Regions from separate parts of the Sus scrofa genome. Here region 2 is linked to region 1. A link is a contact called in public HiChIP or PLAC-seq data. All regions are on one chromosome and are shown on one strand. The core of a region is the stretch at or near the end of the contact, and the rest is flanking DNA. Distances in the headings are between cores, read along the strand shown. Region 1 holds the start of LRRC25 (leucine-rich repeat-containing protein 25). Region 2 holds the start of MAST3 (microtubule-associated serine/threonine-protein kinase 3).

Region 1 (5,526 bases), core at 2,237-4,736:
AGAGTTAGTTCAGGGAGACTGAGTCAACTCCTATTATTTATCTATGAGAAAACTGAGGCTCTGGGCAGTGTTCTTCCAGCCTGGCCCAGCTTTCACTGTGGAAAGCAAGTAGGGGGCAGTGATTCAGGGAAGATTCTGTGGATTCAGCATTGTAACACTGGTCCAACAACCCTGAGTCATTGTAGGGTTTTTTCCTTCCTTAAAGTTGAGATGGTTGCTCATTTTTAACATTCAGAAATAGATTTTGGGAGTTCCTGTTGTGGCTCAGCAGGTTAAGAACCTGACATAGTGTCCATGAGGATGCCAGTTTGATCCCTGGCCTTGCTCAGTGGGTTAAGGATCTGGTGTTGCCATGGGCTGTGGTGTAGGTTGCAGATGCAGCTCTGATCTGGTGTTGCTGTGGCTTTGGTGTAGGCTGGCAGCTGCGGCTCCGAATCGACCCCTAGCCTGGGAACTTCCATATGCCAGAGGTGCAGCTGTTAAAAAAAAAAAAAAAACATGGAAAGAAACGAATCTGGACTTTGGTTTCTTTTGAAAAATTGGAAGCTCTAGCCACACCAGCCATATGAACATAAATAGCTGGAGCCAAACCAATGCCCCTTCAGATGGGAAATGTTTTTGCCAGATCTCCTGAAGCAACTGACTTTGTGGCCTCTACACAAAAATATATCTCTGAGCCTCAGTCTCTAGATCCATGGAATTGGTCACAGAGGAGGTAGCTTCTTAGGAATATCTTGTTATGGTGGGCAAGACCCCCAGAGAAGAATCCCACCCTGGCTCCTCTTGTAGCAAAGGCCACTTTGGATAAGTGGTGTCTATCAGTCATTTATACTTTAGTATAAATTACTCCAAACACATACATGATTGTATGGGGATGCGAATCAGGGTTTGTTTCTTGCCTCTGCTTCTGACCTTGGACAAGTCATTCCCCTGCCTCTCAGGACCTGTTTCTGCAACTGTAAAATGTCAGGTAGGATTGACACATCCAATTTTAAACAATGTTTTTAGAGGAGACTGGCTGGCCCTAAGGACATGGTAACAGTGAGGCAGAGGCAAGCATCAGAAGACAAGCTGCCTTAGGGAGTCTGGTGCCTTCAACTCCCTGCCATAGACCACTTCTGCTTTTGAGCCATATTTGCATCTGTTTTACATATTCTCTCATTTCTCACCAATAGCTTCCCATGGGCCTCCCTGGCTTGTGGATTCTGCTGCCCAAACCCAGCCATGACCCTCTTTCCCTTCCTGCTTGAATCCTCCCAGCCCCCTCCAACCTCAGCCCTGATGTCTTGCCTTCTCAAAACTCATCAAGGGCAGATTCTCTGTTCCCTCCTACCTCCGGGCCTTTGTTCCTATTTATCCCTGCCCCTAGGGGAGTGAAATCCCCTCCACTCCATCCAACCTGGGGAAAGTTGAACCTATCTACCTAAGCCCAGCCAATTCTGGAGGCAGAGCTTTGTGGCGGTAGAGAGAGGCAGGTGGCTTTCTTAGCATCTCCTTTATGTCAAAGAGAGATGGAGATGCTGTCCCATTTTACGGAGACAGAAACTGAGGTTCAGAGACAACCCTGGGTCATGGGAGATTGGAGCCCAGGCTGCTAACGGCTACCACAGAGCCCATACTCTGCCTTGAACACTTGCCGTCCTTGGCAGTCAGAAAAGTGGGTTTGCAGGTCATGAAGGGGGAGGCTTCTTACATATAGAGGAACTCACTTAATTCTTATCCCAACTCCATGAGGTGGAGGGCTGTTATTATCCTCATTTTGCAGATAAAGAAACCGAGGCCCAGAAAGGTCAAACTACTTGCCCAAGATCACATAGCCTGTAAGAGGCAGAGCTGGGAATTGAACCCTGGCCATCTGGCTCCAGAGTCTTGCAGGCAGATGTGGGTGGATTACTCACCTGTGTTCAGCCCACTGGTGCCCGGCAGCTGGCTGGCCCACGATCATGTTCTCATAGTCCGACGTGGAAGATCTGGTCAGGGTAGCTGCTGGGGGCTTAAGGTTGAGGGCCCGACTACTGTACCTCGGCTGCCGACCTGAGCCAGACCTGGAACCATCCTGAGCAGCCCACGTTTTGCTCAGGCCCCGGCCGCTGTCCATCCGACGTCTACAGAATCTCCAAGCCAACACTGGGCCAGCAATGGCAAGCAAGAGAAACAGGCTTCCACCAACTGCCAGTGCTCCTACGGCTCCTGCAGAGAGGCCAGGGGGACAGCCTTCCTCCAAGGCAGAGAAGTTGTGCCAGGCACCAGTGGTCTTATCTAGGCACTGCAGAGGCGGCTGGCCAGAACAGTTGTCCTGCCGAATCTTGTGCCAGGAAAATAGGACACAGTTGCAATCAGCCTTCAGGGTGAGCTGACAACGTCTGGCCAGTGCCCCATCCACGTGTTCCAGTGGGTTGTTTGTCACGTCCAGGAACTTCAGCTCTCCCAGGTGGCTGAAGAAGACTGATGGGAGCTTGCGAAGGCGGTTTCCAGACAAGTCAAGGATGGTCACACTTCTGGCCTGCAGAGACTGGTTCTGAGGCAGCCAGCTCAAGTTTTGGCCACTGAAGTTCAGGCATGTGTCCGTGAACTCTCTGGTCCAGTCCACGTTCCCGGAGGACACGCACGACGTTCCCTGGGTGCCTGGATTGTGCAGCAGCAGCAGCAGCAACGGCGGCGGCGGCAACAACAGCACCCACACCAGGGAGCCCCCCATTTAAGCAACCTAGGCAGAGAGACCAGAATCCAAAGCCTAACCTCAGCCTGTGGTCGCCACCTGTTATGTGTGTGTATATATATATATATATATATATACAGCTCAGGCCACTTCTGAAGTGTTAAAACATAGCCCTTCGCTGGACGCCCCTTTGGTTGGCTCTGGCCCCCAGCCTCAGTCTCCCCTTCCGGGGAACGGGTACATAACCTGGGTGCCTCAAGGGCTCAGAAGGCAAGGAGGAGACCTGGCCCAGTCAGCCCCTTCCCCTTCTCTGAGATAAGCCACTTTGGGCTAAGTTGCCCAATTTCCTCCCCGCCCCCCAACACTCCGGGAGCCCTTGTTGGCCAGACAGGACTATATGCAAAAAGAGTGGTTGCTGGCGCAGGTGCAGCCCTGCAAAGCAGGGGAAAAAAAAAAAAAAAAAGATTGGTTGCCCTGGAAACGGCCCCGCCCCTCTGCCTTTCTTCCTGAACGACAGGCGGCTGGGAGGGAGTCATGAGCGGGGCCTGAAAGGGCCCCCCGGCTTTGGCTTGCCGCTCCTGAGCAGTTCCAAGTTCTAGTGCCTCCGTCCTACCTTTCTAGTTCCACTGGCACGGCTTTGCCTCGACCGGGCTGGAAGTCTCTGGCGCGGAGGGGCTGCGTCGTGGCTCACCTGGACACAGGGGCCAGAGCGACGGACCCTTCGGGGATCTGGATCCGCTAGGGTCTCTGGCGTTCCTCAAGCTCTGCAACCAGCAACTCAGGGGGAAGAGGAACTGGTGCCCGGGTGGAGTGCAGAGAAGAAAAATGAAGAAGACACCGAGCCCCATAGGCCTCCTCCCCGTTCCCCCTCCCCAGGCCTCTAGGACCAGAATTCTCACGAGAGGGGGAGGGGCAGCCTACTTCCCTCTTGCTGGCCCTCAGTGACTACATGGCCCCCATTAACGCCCCAACTAACTTCTACCCCATCAACTTACTTCACAATGAGTTGCATTCATATATTCATTCAACAAACATCACTCAGGAGTTCCTGTCATGGCTCAGCAGTAACAAATTTACTAGCATCCATGAGGACCCATGTTCCGTCTCTGGCCTTGCTCAGTGGGTTAAGGATCCAGGCATTGCCGTAGCTGTGGTGTAGGGCACAGAAGCGGCTCAGATGCTCTATTCCTGCCATTAAAAAAAAAAAAAGACAACCAAAAACCCCACAAACATCATCCATGCTAAGTCCCTAAGAGGCTTCAGCCCTGGCCATTTGTTCCAGGAATATCCAGTCTTGGGAGAAGACAGAACTGGACAAAGACACCCCCAGGCTGGTGGAGTCAGGTCAGGGCCAGAAGGAGGGACAGGGTGCTGGAAGACTTCCTAGAGGAGGCATTAGAATTGGGGCTTCAGGAGTTCCCGTCGTTGCTCAGTGGTTAACGAATCTGACTAGGAACCATGAGGTTGCAGGTTCGATCCCTGGCCTTGCCCAGTGGGTTGGGGATCTGGCGTTGCCATGAGCTGTGGTGTAGGTTGCAGACGCAGCTCGGATCCTGCATTGCTGTGGCTATGGTATAGGCCAGCAGCTGCAGCTCCAATTAGACCCCTAGCCTGGAAACCTCCGTATGCCCGGGTGCGGCCCTAGAAAAGACAAAAAAAGACAAAAAAAAAAAAAAAAAAAAAAAGAAGAAGAAGAAGAAGAAGAACTGGGGCTTCAGCACATGAATGGGAGTTTGCCAAGGATTCCTAAAACCTGCCTTTGACTCCCCAAGCTCCTAGCATCCCCCGCAAGTCAGAGCTCTCCTAACATATATTCATGCTTCCAGGCTGCAGGGAGATATGAGGAGGGCACCCTGTGTGAGGGGACATTGAGTCTGGAGCTTGGAATATAAATAGCAGTGGCAGCAGAAACGAATGCATTGAAGATTCCAGAGAGAAGAGAAAGCATGGCCGGCTGTGACAGTATAGTTAGGAGTGGAGCGGCTAAATGGAGGAACTGGTGACATGAGCAGGGGGACAGGCAGCACAAGCCACCAAAGCCATGCTCAGGAATGGGGCTGTATTCCCAGGGCCAGAGCAGCTTGTGAGCACTGAGTCAAAAGATTCTACTGGAGTGAGCCTGGGGTCTGGAGGTGCAGAACCTTGCAAGGAGGCCAGAGAGGGGGCCTGAGTAGGACCTAAGGGATAGCGGCAAAAGAGAGAGTGAGGAGGTAATGGATTGGGGTGGGCTGAGAGAGGGTCTCCACCTCACCGGGTCCTGGCTTCAGGCAGAGCGGCTTCAAATCCTTTTTAGCCCCTGGCTTGTTGAACTTAACTGCTCTGTACCTCAGTTTCCACATCTGCAAAATGGGGCAAAGGGTATAAGCCTTCTCTTGGACTCTGAGAGGCTGGAGTCTACTCTCCTACGCTTTCCCCTCTCTTCAGTCTCTGCCCCTTTCCATCTCAAAGCTCAGAGGAATGGTCAAAGGTTTTTGAACCGAGACTTTGGGAAAGGGCTGCAAATTGTCCTTCAACAACCCAAAGAAACTTATCTCACCCCCAGTAAGAAAATGGCAGGAGTTCCCGTCGTGGCGCAGTGGTTAACGAATCCGACTAGGAACCATGAGGTTGCGGGTTCGGTCCCTGCGCTTGCTCAGTGGGTTAAGGATCCGGTGTTGCCGTGAGCTGTGGTGTAGGTTGCAGACGCAGCTCGGATCTCGCGTTGCTGTGGCTCTGGTGTAGGCCAGAGACTACAGCTCCGATTGGACCCCTAGCCTGGGAACCTCCATATGCCGTGGGAGCGGCCCAAGAAATAGCAAAAAGACAAAAAAAAAAAAAAAAAAGAAAGAAAAAGAAAATGGCAAAGCACAAAAACTCTGAGATACTGT
Region 2 (5,526 bases), core at 1,247-3,746, 300 kb before region 1:
GGATCTGGCTTTGCTGTGGCTGTTGGTATAGACCGTCAGCTACAGCTCCGATTAAACCCCTAGCCTGGGAACTCTATATACTGCTGGTGCAGCCCTAGAAAAGGCAAAAAGACAAACAAAACAAAACAAAAAAACTCAGAAATTCCACTGCTAGGTATATACCCAAGAGAACTGGAAGTATATATCCACACAAAAACTTGCACATGAATGTTCGCAGAAGCACTATTCGCAACAGCCAAAAAGTGGAAAACTCAAATGTCTGTTAATGGATCACAAAACAGACAATAGACAAAACATGTCTATCCAGGCATTGAAATACTATTTAGCCATAAAAAAAAATGAAGTAGCGGCATTTGCTGCAATGTAAACAAATCTTGAAAACATCATGATGAGTGAAAAAAGCCAGACACAAAAGGCCACAGGTTTGCATGAGTCCATTTATGTGAAATGTCCAGCACTGGCGAATTCATAGAGAGAGAAATCAGATTGCTGGTTACCAGGGACTAGGGGAGGGACAGAATGGAGGAGTGGCTGCTCACCAGTATAGGGTTCTTTGTTTGTTTTGTTTTGCTTTGTTTTTGTTTTTTTAGGGCCACACCTGTAGCATATGGACATTCCCTGGCTAAGGGTCGAACTGGAGCTGCAGCTGCTGGCCTACACCACAGCCACAGCAATGCCAGATCTTTAACCCACTGAGCAAGGCTAGGGATCGAACCCACATTCTCATAGATACTAGTAGGGTTAGTTAACTGCTCAGCCACGAAAGCAAGTCACAGTATAGGTTTTCTTTAGGGGCTGATGAAAGTGTTCTAAATTTAGATGATTGCACAAGAGGGCTGTGAACATTAAAAACCACAGAACTGTGTACTTTAAAAAGGTGATTTTTTTTTTTTGGTCTCTTAGGGCCACAACCATGGCATAAGGAGGTTCCCAGGCTAGGGGTCTAACCAGAGCTGTAGCTGCCGGCCTACACCACAGCCAGAGCAACACCAGATCCTTAATCCACTGACCAAGGCCAGGGATCGAACCTACAACCTCATGGTTCCTAGTCGGTTTTGTTTCCACTGCGCCTCCCGAAACTCCCTAAAATGGTGAATTTTATGGTAGGTGAATTACAAGTCAATTTCATGGATGAGATAAACAAGTTTTGTCTTGAAGTCTTGATTTTGATGTCCTCAATCTGGCCACTATAACTTGGTGGGATCCTACAGTACCTCACAGGTCATTAGCCAGAGACCCTACCTAGGGTTCCCTCCAATGTAAGAACATTCTCTAATGTCTGGTCAGAACAGGGCGGTAAAGGAGGAAAATTGCAGCTGCAGAGACAGTGGGGCCCTAGTGAAAGAGAGAATGTGAGTGCCATCCTGGGACTTTGGACTTTTCCCAGCCTCCCTTTCCCTTCTGCCAAGTCAGACTGAACAATGATGGTCAAATACCTGTGAGAGGTCTTCATGAGGCACTTGGCTGGGTGCTCAGCTGGCACTCAGCAAAAGCAGTTATCCTCAAAACAAACAAACAAACAAACAAACAAACAAACAAACAAACAAAAAAAACCTAACAACTACAGTGGCAATCTATTCTTGTTAATAAAGATTTATTGGAACAAGGACCAGGATAGGGATGAGACAAGGGAGGCAAAGACATGCAAGGGCAGAGTCTGATCCTCTCATTTAATTAACTTGTTTATTTGGCCGTCGGGCTTATGGACTTCCCCAGGACAGGGATCAGATCCCAGCTGCAATAGCGACCTACCCAGATTAGGCAAGGATCCTATAACCCACTGTGCAGGGCGGGGATTGAACACGTGTCCTGGCATTACAGAGACATTCCTGATCTGGTTGCACCACAGCTAATCCGGTCGCGCCACAGCGGAACTCTTGATCCTGTCTTTACTTAAAATGTTGATGTTTAGCTCATTATGCATTTTTGCATTAGTTTTGATTCTTTAAAATGTTGTATTAAAATACTATATATCTTTTTTTTTTTTTTTTTTGGCCGCCCCTGGGGCATGTGGAAGTTCCTGGGGCCAAGGATAGAACCGTTGCCAAAGTTTGAGCGACCCATGCTGCTGCAGTGACAACGCCAGATCCTTAACCCGCTCCGCCACAAGAGAACTCCAAAATATTATATATCTTGATTACCGATTTATTTGCGGGCCCTTAAATATTGCATGGAGGTGAGTGCCCCACACTCTTCACCCTTGTTGCGGGCCCAGGGCACATGGATTAACTTCTCTGAACCTCAGTTTCCTCATTGGCAAAAGAGTTTTTTTTTTTTTAAATCAGGTGTTTACCTGGTAAAAAGATTTCTAAAATCTGGGAAGATTCATTGAAAAATGTTTACTTCTGGGCTGGAGGGGTGGGGAGGGGCCTGGAAGGGCGGGGCAGGCTCGCCCAAAGTGGGCGGACCTTTCGAGAAAAGCTCTCAAGGAGGGGCGGGGTCACAGCTCGTCAGCTGACCGGCTTGACCAATGGCGCGGGGTGGCGGGGCCTGGCAGGCTGAGGCGGGGCCGGGCGCCGGCCAGCAGTGCGGACTAGCGGGCCATGGACGAGCCAAGTCTCCTGCGACGCCGTGGGCTCCAGGTGAGGCACCAGCGCGGGCGGGAGGAGGGCGCTGGCGGAGTGAACCCAGCCTTCGTGTCGGGGTGGGGGCTTTGGCTGGCCAGGGGCAACTGAGGCAGAGGGCGGGAAGCGCTCTGGAGGCTCCCGCTCGCATCTCAAAGTGCTTTTCGTATGATGGGAAGAGGGTATGCCTATTTGACATACGGAGAAAGTGAGGCTCCGTTGGAGAAAGGGGCTGAGGGTTTCGCTCTCTCCACCAGCAGCATTTGAGCGCTCACCATATATTCATTGTTGTATTAATCATTTTACTAGTGATATATTAAGACTAATTAATGTTTATTAAAACTTGCCTCCTGCCTTCGCAGCGCCACCGCACCCTGCCTCAGCTCAACCCTTAACACAAGCTGGGGAGATTGGGGCTATCCAGACACCCATTCGTCAGTTAAGGAAACAGGCTCAAGTCTAGGAAAGTCACAAACCTTAGGTGGCCCAGCAGGGATTCAGTCCAGCGCCCTTAATCAGCTCTCTGGCGCACAAACCATTGCCAAGTGGCTGTGTGGCTTGGGAAGGGAGCGGCGTTGGCGGGAGGCCCTCTTGCTTCCTTGAACCTCAGTTTCCCCATTCACTATAAGGGCCTTTTCTGACCTGTAACCTCGGGTTTATGTTTGGGAGGCAGTGCCACCAGGAGATAAGAACATAGGCGTTAGGGCTAGCAGAGGCTGATATTCGAACCCACGTGACCGCGGGCGGCAACTTCTTTGACTTCACTGGGCCTCAGTTTTCCCATCTGTGCAATGGGAAGTTAGACATTCTAGCCATTTCCTTCTGAGGTTTAGACGACACTTAAGAAGCCACCATTTGCAAGCAGAGGGCATCCGGGATTCAACATTTACCCGACAAACATTTATTAAGTGCCTGCTGTATGCCCCCTCCCCTCACTCTGGAGAGGCAGGGCAGGGGAGGAGGGGTTCACCCTCTGGAACTCCCTTCCTGGATCCCCCAGCCTGTTGGGGGAGATGGTCCCCTGAGCAGCAGTGGCACTGTAGAGGATCTGCTGTGATGGGCACACTCAGGCACCCCTGGAGAAGGCACATGAACCAAGGGTTGCTGGGTAGCATTGGGACAGAAGAGGCAGCCACTGGTGGCAGGGCAGGGGATAGGTGTTTGGGGAAATGAAAGAGGCTGAAAAAAGCTAGAACCTAGTAAGGACAGGGGTGAAGCTGATGCGGGAGGGGAAAGGTGGCTTTTGAACCCGGGTTGTAGGACTGCAAACTTCTCCAGAGGTAAAGGGCAGCTGCATGTGTTTGGGTTCAAGGTCAGGGAGAATGAAGGTAGAGCTCCAAGGAAGAGACACACACACACACACACACACACACACACACACACACACACACACCACCAACCAGGACATTCGGCGCAGAAAGGGAGGGCTGGGTGTCAGAGACAGCAGTGGGGGCCTGAGCCTAGAGGAGGAGGTGCAGCAGGACTGGTGAGCAGTCGGGTGTTGTGGGGAAACAGGCCCCGCCTGGAGCCCCAGATAGACTTGAGCCCCGCCTGCAGCCTCTTAAAATAGAGAAACTGCCTTCGGGTAGGCGAATGGGGGTGCAGCTGACGTCAGAAAGTGGGGGCCGTTCCATGGCGAAGAGGCACCCATTCCTTAATGATGAGTCCCATGTTACAAAAGGGGAAACTGAGGCTCAGAATCATAGCCACTGTCTACACAGTTGTCACAGAGTATAGGTGACAGTCAGGATCTGGCTTTCCCTCCAGACCAACTCCACACTGGCAGGCCTCCATCCAGATGAATGAGGGCATTCTGGGCAGAAGGAACAGCATGTGCAAGTGCCCAGAGGTATGCAACCATATGTGTTTATGGGGAAGCCATTTCTTAGCAGCAGTAGAACTGGGAGTGTGAGATGGGACCTCCTGCTTTCAGGGCTTCCAGCGCTGATTTTGAAGAGGTCAGACTTTGTCCCAGGGTGATTGGGAGCTATGGAAGGTGCTGGAGCAGGGGAGGACATGTCAGATCTGAGGGCTTTGGAAGACTCCTCTGGAGCAGGTGGGGCCGAGAAGGGGGCCATAAACCAGGGAGGCACCTAGAGTAAAGGACCACATAAGAGACACAGTGAAAATATTTTAAAAATAACAGTAGAAGTACAAATAACTGCTCACATTAAGGAGCATCTACAAATACTAAGCACTGTATATACATCTAATTCTCCAATAGCCCATACGATTATTAGCCTCATTTTTCAAAGGGGGAAACTGAGGCTGAGAGACAGTAAGTGACAGCCAGAAAGTCGAAGGGTTGGAATTCTAACTGGCCTGGTGCTTGAGGGTGCAAAGATATTGAAGGCCTCTCTTTGGGGCATTAGCCACACCCTTCTTTAACTGGAGCCCCCAGGCGCCACCAGCCCATCAGGTGGCAGCCTGCTGGTCAGAGCCAATAAAATATCCTGGAAGCTGATCTTGTGGAAGATCAAAGAGTCAATTCTTGAAAGCTTGAGGAAACTAGGGAACTGGAGCCAGGTGCTGATTGGCTGGTCCAGACAATAGCTGGGGGTATCCTGGCCAATCTGATTATGGCAATGAAAAGTATACAGTTGGCCGAATACTAGGAGGACATAAACCAGACTTGGCTTGGCCGGCGGGCCACCAGTTTGCATTGGTAAGGGGAAGAGGTAGCAACTGGCTCTTCCTAGTTTGGGTTAAGCTCAGTCTTCCGTGTAGCATTTGTAGATGCCAGTTAATGAAAGCTGTCATTACTACAACTACTGCCACTATTATTTTATCATTATTTTTATCATCTCCCACTTGGACCCTTGCTTCACAAATGACAGAATTTTAAAACTCCAGATCCCCAAACAGCATCCAAAGACAGAGAAGGTGGCCAGTTTGTGTCTGGACTTTGTGTCCACTGCTGCTGGGGAGGCTCCCTGGAAAAGTCCATCTGGCATCCTTATGG

The links. HiChIP or PLAC-seq counts read pairs in DNA pulled down with a chosen protein or histone mark.
Region 2: a contact with region 1 is called in an H3K27ac HiChIP or PLAC-seq map of alveolar macrophages. The contact joins the promoter of MAST3 here to the promoter of LRRC25 in region 1. A contact is called at or near these places in 1 of 47 Hi-C or Micro-C datasets (embryonic fibroblasts) and 1 of 2 datasets of contacts at active chromatin or transcription factors (alveolar macrophages).

The regions. Positions count from the first base shown.
Region 1 is chr2:59,399,172-59,404,697 of Sscrofa11.1, reverse strand. It overlaps LRRC25 (leucine-rich repeat-containing protein 25), which reads right to left and starts at 3,486. Exons shown (of 3, transcript XM_021083527.1): 1 at 3,273-3,486; 2 at 1,899-2,707. The coding sequence starts at 2,698.
Region 2 is chr2:59,696,338-59,701,863 of Sscrofa11.1, reverse strand. MAST3 (microtubule-associated serine/threonine-protein kinase 3) reads left to right here and starts at 2,496. Exons shown (of 28, transcript XM_021083495.1): 1 at 2,496-2,582. The coding sequence starts at 2,544.